Linked DNA regions of Zea mays: region 1 is linked to region 2. Evidence: chromatin contacts called from public Hi-C data. All regions are on one chromosome and are shown on one strand. Each heading gives the region's core, a stretch centred on a gene start, on an enhancer-like site or on the middle of the called end of the contact. The rest is flanking DNA. Distances are from core to core; before and after follow the strand shown.

Region 1 (3,429 bases), core at 12-2,511, 390 kb before region 2:
GCAACGCCGGCAGCGGCGTGTAGAGCCGCAGCACCTCGTACAGCACCATGGTCACCTGCAGACGCGATTGCGAATCACAATTACGACCACATTTCACACGACACTGACTGAACGAATCGATCAAGACTGATCATGCTATCGAAATGAAGGTTACGATTTTCAGTCGGCTGAGGCCGTCGTAGTCCAGCACTCTGCAGGAGGCGCCGCCGAAGACGCGGAGCACCTCCTCCCTGGCAAGGTCCTGCCACTCCGGGTGCATGCAGAGCGCCAGCAAGGTCCACGTGAGCAGCACCGACGTGGTCTCCATGCCGGCGAAGTAGAACACAGCTTGCACTCTCCAATGATGTCGTCGGTGGACATGCCTCCGGAGCTCGTCCCGCCGCCTCCGCCTCCGCCTTCGCCCCTGAGCTGCTCCATGTTGGACTCTAGCAGCAGGCCGAGAAGGTCGTCGCTCGTCGCCTTTCCTGCCCTCAGCGAGCTCTCCCTCGTCGCGATCATCCGTCTAAGGATCCCTTCGATCTCCGCCGCGATCCGCTTCATCCGCCGGTTGACCCTTGTAGGCAGCATCCTACACGCACGAAAATTGCAATTCTGTACATCAAAATCTTTTTGTCGTGTCAGTTCTCACTGACAATCAAATTAATATAGAATGTGGTTTGATCAGAGCTAGCTAGAGAGCACGAGCTGACATGTATCCAGGGATGTGTATCTTGCCGGCGACGAGCATGGCGAGGTGCACCTGCTCCTCCTGGAGCTCGAAGATCCTCCTGCCTTCCAGGTAGCTGCTGCCGAAGGCGACGCGGGAGATGACGTCCCCCGTCAGCCTCTGCATGTCCGGCCAGATGTCCACCTCGCATGGTTCGCCGTCGGCCGCGACCACCAGACGCTCCCATGTGCTCACCAGGTCGGCGCAGCACGACGCAAAGGCCGGCAGCATGCGCTGCAGGAGAATCGATTGATCGGGAAGCTCGTATCGGATCCATCAAATAGCAAGCTACACTGATGAGGTGATTCATGTATGAGACCTTGAGCTTCTCGAAATGGAAAGCGGGGTTGATGATCCTGCGGTGCTTGGCCCACTTGCTGCCCTCGTGGGTGCTCACGCCATAATGCAGCAGCCGCGTCAGCTGCCCGAAGCCGGCCTTCTCGAAGTGGCCGAACTTGTTGGACAGAACCTGGCGCACCAGCTCCGGCTCGGTTATGATCACCCTCGGCGTCGGCCCGAACCAGGTGACCGAGGTCTTGCCTGGGCCAGTGCCCAGACCAGTAGGCCACGCGTTGTCAATCCAGAGCGAGAGTGGATGGGTCATGAGTCGTACGAGTGAAACCTAGGGTGTGTTTGGTTTGGCTTTTGGCTTTGGTTTTTACCTCTGAAAGCCAAAAGTTAAACCAAAGGGATGGATCTAGAAAGCAGCTTTTCTAAAAGTCGACTTTCTCGCAGTAGAAAACTGAAAGCACCTCTGGACCTGCTTTTAGTGGTTTTTAGATAGAACTATGAAAACATATATCGAAGAACTTTTAATAGCTTTTAGTGGTTTCCAACAAATGGTTTTTAGCTTTTTAATATCTCACAGCCCACAACAGCTTTTTCCACAGCTCACAGCCCACAACAGTTTTATTCACAGCCACAGCTCGACCAAACAGACCCTTAGTCTTCTATAGACTCCGGTCACTACGCATAGTGCGTGACAACTTTTACGAAACAATGTCAATTTTTATCAGATTTTTTATATATGATATCATTACATGTCGACAAGTTTCATAATTTACTGACTTTGTTTGTGTTCTATACAATTTTAAAACAAATAGATCACAAGTTCATGGTCATATTTCGTGAGTATAGTGCTCGAAAATTCTGGTTTGTTCCTAAAATAGACCGTAACTTATGCTAAATAACATGAAAATCATTTTTGCATTCACATTTTTTCATTTTTCGAGTAACTTGCAGTTTAAATCTAAATTATCCGAAAAAATTCAATTAAACGAACTAAATCTAATATTTATAGAAAACACTTTGATAATTATGCCAATAGAACATGTAGGTCTATACTATAGGAACAAACCACAAAAAGTTTGGTGAAAAAAATAAAAATAAAAATATACTTTGTCATGTGTCCTAGATCAGACAATCGGCAAAGTATCTATAGAGGGACACTCGGCAAAGTACCTACAAAGGGACACTCGGCAAAGTAGTTTTTGAATTAAAATAATCTTTGTCGAGTGTAAGATCCATGACACTCGGCAAAGTATATTTTTAAATAAAAAAAATTGACGAGTGCTAGGTCGCCGGCACTCGGCAAAGAACGTTTACTTAACACTGACTGGGCCCGCGGTCCCATTCTTTCGCATGCTCAACTGCCGCTCGCCGTCGCTAGCCCGCCCGCTCGCCATCGCCAGCCCGCCCGCTCGCCGCCGCGCCAGCGCCTCCCCACTCTCGTGCCGCCCGCCTGAGCGCCATCGGCCAACGCGCCACCGTCCACGCCGACTCCGGCCCCTTGTCCCCGCTGGCTCCGGCCATCCTCGTCCATCGGTCCCCCGCTCCAGCTAATGCACCGCCACCTCGGATCCGTGCCCTCTCCAGTGCTTCGATCAAGCAAAGGTAAAGACTCTTTTTTGCCATTTGCAACACACATAGAAATTGTATGATGTTTGGCTAGCAATTGATGTTTGGACCTAGTTATTTTTAGTTGTGAGTGTGAAATTGTGACTTGTGAAGTTGTGCTAAGTTATTTTGAACTGTAAGTATGAAATTTATTATTAGTGAACTATTGTTTTTGTGTGTGATTGTGAATTGTGAGAACAACGATGCATGAATATGTGAGTACAAATATGTATATGTGGTTATCGAGGCCTTGATGTATATGTGTGGATGTTAGCCATGGTGCTGTTAGTTTTATTTACAGGTTTTGAAAACCTCTGTCGGCGTTTCGACCCCGGGGGTCCCTGGACCGACGAGTAAAATTGTCGCTGCGTGCCCCAGCCCAGATGGGTTGGCGCGAGATGGAACACAAGGGGGGAAAACCGCGGCTCGTGTTATCCTGCGCCCAGGGGAGGATGCGCTTGCAGTAGGGGTTACAAGCGTTCGTGAGGGAGAGAGAGAGAGAGCGAGCCCGTTCGTCAGCCCGTCCTCCCGCGCGACCACCCCCCGTATGAGGGCCCTGACCCTTCCTTTTATAGATGCAAGGAGAGGGTTCAGGTGTACAATGAGGGTGTAGCAATATGCTAACGTGTCCGGCAGAGAGGAGCCAAAGCCCTATGTACATGCCAACGTGGCTGTCGGAGAGGTGCTAGAGTCCTGCGTACGCGGTGTCGTGGCCGTCGGAGGAGCGTTTGAGCCCTGTAGAAGCACAGCTGTCGGGGCTGCTGGGACCTTGCTGACGTCTCCTTGCTTCCGTAGGGGGCTGAGAACCACCGTCGTCATGGACACAC
Region 2 (3,495 bases), core at 634-3,133:
AACCTTATTTTAGGGATCAGCTGACTGATGCTGCTGTATCAATCACGCATCCAACTCAAACAACCATTATATAGTGCTAACAAGTGTAAAAAACAACTAAAAAGGCGACACATTTGTTCTTAGCGCATTCGCTACTCTTGAAGCCTTCACAGATAAACTCATGGAAAAAAAAACTAGCCCAGAAACTAGGGAACTATACTATCAGGAAACATCAGTGCCCATACAAAAAGTCAGAAACACTGGTAACTAGTTGCCTACTCTATCAGTGAATGCTACAACAAAGACGCGGATAACAGCTGCTGCTAGTGAAGGAACACTACAATACAACACATGCTTAGACGCTTCACCACTTCTAGCACAACAAAAATCTTCAACTCAAGGAATCCAAAACCCTAGCATCATGCTTCTTGCGCCTGCAGCGGTGATGGCTCTTCTGCTCCCCAAAGTTATTGTCGCCGTCGATCTTCATTTTAGTCATATCTGCAATGGATGGGAAAAAAGAACCATAATGTATGTGCATTCAAGGTGCCTCTGAGAGATGGTATTGACTGTTTGGCAAATGATAACATATTGCAACAGAAACTAAGGGGTCAAATCAATTTTGTATGACTTTTCTTTGATCAAAATACACTTCTCATTCCAGGACAGATGGAGTAACTCTTTATATTCGAAACAATGTTTTTTTATAGATATTTCTAGTCAAAGTTCCATCTTGTAGGCTACATCAATGCCATGAAAAACAAATATTTGTCATCTTGCTTTAAATAATACATTTCTGTGATCAGGAGTATAAAGGAATATTTGTCAGGCAGTCATTTTGTCAGCCATACCACTACAAGAATATTGTGTCGGTATTGGGTAAATAAATGCATTTCCCCTCAAAACTGTTTTGACTCAACCAATCCACTGCAAATATTTATGGTCAGACATCAACAGCAATAAACAAGACTTACGACACATTATACGGAACAAAGAACAGAGGAGCTCCATGACCTATATTACTTGATCCCGAACAAGAAATATCCATGGACACTAGAATCTCAACCTACAAAGGTAACAAACCAAGTTTTCCAACAAACATATTCTAAATCAAAGTGCACACGGTAATGCTGATCTATGTGGAGAGTCGAGGATACTAAAAGGCAGTGACTATCCAAGTAATTGAATTCAAAGACGCTTATCACCTCCAATCACCCCGTCCCAGAACAGCTGCTGCCTCCCATCCTCATCTTCTTCGTCCATTTCATCTCCGTATCCCAGCTCCACGTCGCCACGGTACCCAGGTTCGCTCCCGTACCCAGAATCGGTGGCCGCTGCCTCCGCTGCAGCGCCGACCCCACCACCTCCGACACCAACCCCGCTAACGGGCGCCGGGCCGAACTCCGTCGCCATCGACACGTCCCTCATCCGCACCTCCCCGACATCTGACGCCCACATCTCCCCACTGGAGTCAGTGGCGCCGCCGCCGCCACCGCCACCACCACCACCGCCGCCGCACGTGAAATGGAAGTCGGAGCACGTGCCAGATCTCCGGCGGTCGCTGCTGCGGCCGGACACGGACCGCGAGCCCGCACCGCGGCGGCGCCGCTTGCGGAGCCCGAACCACCGGAAGGATCCGCCGCTAGCGCCCCCCGAGGGGGCAGGCGTCGGAGTCTCCGCATCAGGGAGGCGGGCCGAGGAAGGGGGAGCGGTGGAGCGGTCCGAGCGACAGGGCTTCTTGTGGAAGGGGTGCCAGGAGGCAACGGCCTCGGCGAGGAGGAGGTGCGGCGGGTGGTGCCGAAGCTGCGGGGCGCGCGGTGTCATCGGCGACGGAGGTGGGGACTGGGGGACGCGTCTGAGTTTGGGTTGGGAAAGTTGGCACGGTGGTGCCGCTGGTCTCATTTTGCCCCGGAGGGAACCAATGTCTGAATTTTTTTAATACTACAAAAATTTCAGCTACCAAAAATGCAGAAAGCAGACAAAGGCAAAATAGGAAACTTTTACTACTCCCTCTATGTAAAGGCAACGACGGCTATACAAGCCGTCTTTACGTGCAAACGTGTAAGCAAACAATCTAATCAATTAAATCGTAATCTAATCGTAGGTCACATTTAACATTTAAACTCTTCCACCACCAGCTCAATAATCTTTATAAAAAAAACCTCTAACAAATCATGGTTGTATCTATGGTTGAATCGTAATCTAATGGATCAGATGATTTGCTTACACGTTTGCACAGAAGGACTGCTTGCATAACAGTCGTTGCCCTCTGTAAAATCAGTTATTCTACCCTCAAAACATTAAAAATCGTTTAAATTGCCCTCTAAGACATTTTAAGGGTGATTTTACTAATGTGTCATTTTTTGAAATCTACCGTAGGCTTGTTTGCTTGGTTTTAATACATATCAGCTTCTATTATTTATATATTAATTGATTAATTGTAGCTACATCAGTTTAAACAGTCATCTTTAATCCGAAGCGAACAACTCGTCAATTATACGACCCCTCAACTATACAATGTGCTGCTATATCCATTAAAACATATAATACTAATCAATAACCTCTTAGATAGGGATGACAATATGTACATATATAGGTAAATAAACACAAGTAATTATCCATTGGGCCACGAGATGGAATTTGTTATCCGTAGTTATATATATGGATATTATAAGGTATATATGGTTTTTTTTGTGGGTATAGAAATCTAGTATACATATCCGTTAACCGATGGTTATGCTATCCGGATTCAATACATTATTGTGAATTCCCATTTTTTTAATTTCCATTGACGGTCGCGACTGCAGGAGAATGGTTGCGGCTACAGAAAGATGTCGCGCGCTAGAGCAGATGTATCATGTGCTAGATGCTAGAATAGAGGCACCGCACACCGGCGACTCGAGCAGAGGGCCTTTGCAGGCTTGCGGCCACCACACGATGGATGGGGCAGCTATGTGATGGAGTAACAGATGCACATCAGGGTGGCGGGGCTGGAGAAGGAGAAGGGGGCAATGGAGCAAGGGCGGTGGTGCTGAGTACAGCGGTACAGGTGCCGTTGGCTACATTGTTGCGTATCCAAGACTCCAAGTAGGTCAGAATAGTATATTTAGACCTTTAGAGATGGTAGACTGGCCCATAGAAAAGAGATTAGATACTAATCTAAAATAGATAAAATTAGTCGGTCATAAAATCAGACGAGTAATCATGATTAATCAGTGACTAGAATGATTAATTGCTTTCTAGTCGTCCTAGTCGAGTTAAAGACACTGATCGAGCTTACCTGGATCGAGCTTGCTCCAGCAATAAAGCTAACTAATTAACGATTAGTCGGACGACTTTAAAAACCGGATACCTGGGACGAGACGAGGTATAGATGACCAAACGGGCAGCACGGCCCGACCCGGCACGAGCCTGACTTAGACACGGCACGACAGGCCCGAACACGATAGGCCCGTTTACATAATCGGGCCGGGTCGGGCCGCCCGACGTGCTCGCCTCCAGGCCCAAGCACGGCAC

The links. A called contact is a pair of places that touch in the nucleus more often than the background predicts.
Region 1: a Hi-C map of ear shows a contact between it and region 2, with 2.7 times the contacts expected there. The contact joins the enhancer-like site here to the promoter of LOC103649932 in region 2. A contact is called at or near these places in 2 of 25 Hi-C or Micro-C datasets (ear and tassel).

What each region holds. Positions count from the first base shown.
Region 1 is chr3:33,638,028-33,641,456 of Zm-B73-REFERENCE-NAM-5.0, reverse strand. It overlaps the pseudogene LOC103649934. Among protein-coding and RNA genes, the nearest start is that of LOC100283905, 8.5 kb to the left of the region's middle. Within about 2 kb of position 1,261, at least 6 of the 20 cell types and tissues checked have an H3K27ac peak or open chromatin away from gene starts, as enhancers often do. A contact at or near this core is called in ear, where this site is marked.
Region 2 is chr3:33,249,759-33,253,253 of Zm-B73-REFERENCE-NAM-5.0, reverse strand. It overlaps LOC103649932 (alanine and glycine-rich protein), which reads right to left and starts at 1,883. Exons shown (of 2, transcript XM_008675616.4): 1 at 1,185-1,883; 2 at 35-480. The coding sequence starts at 1,881. The coding sequence ends at 371.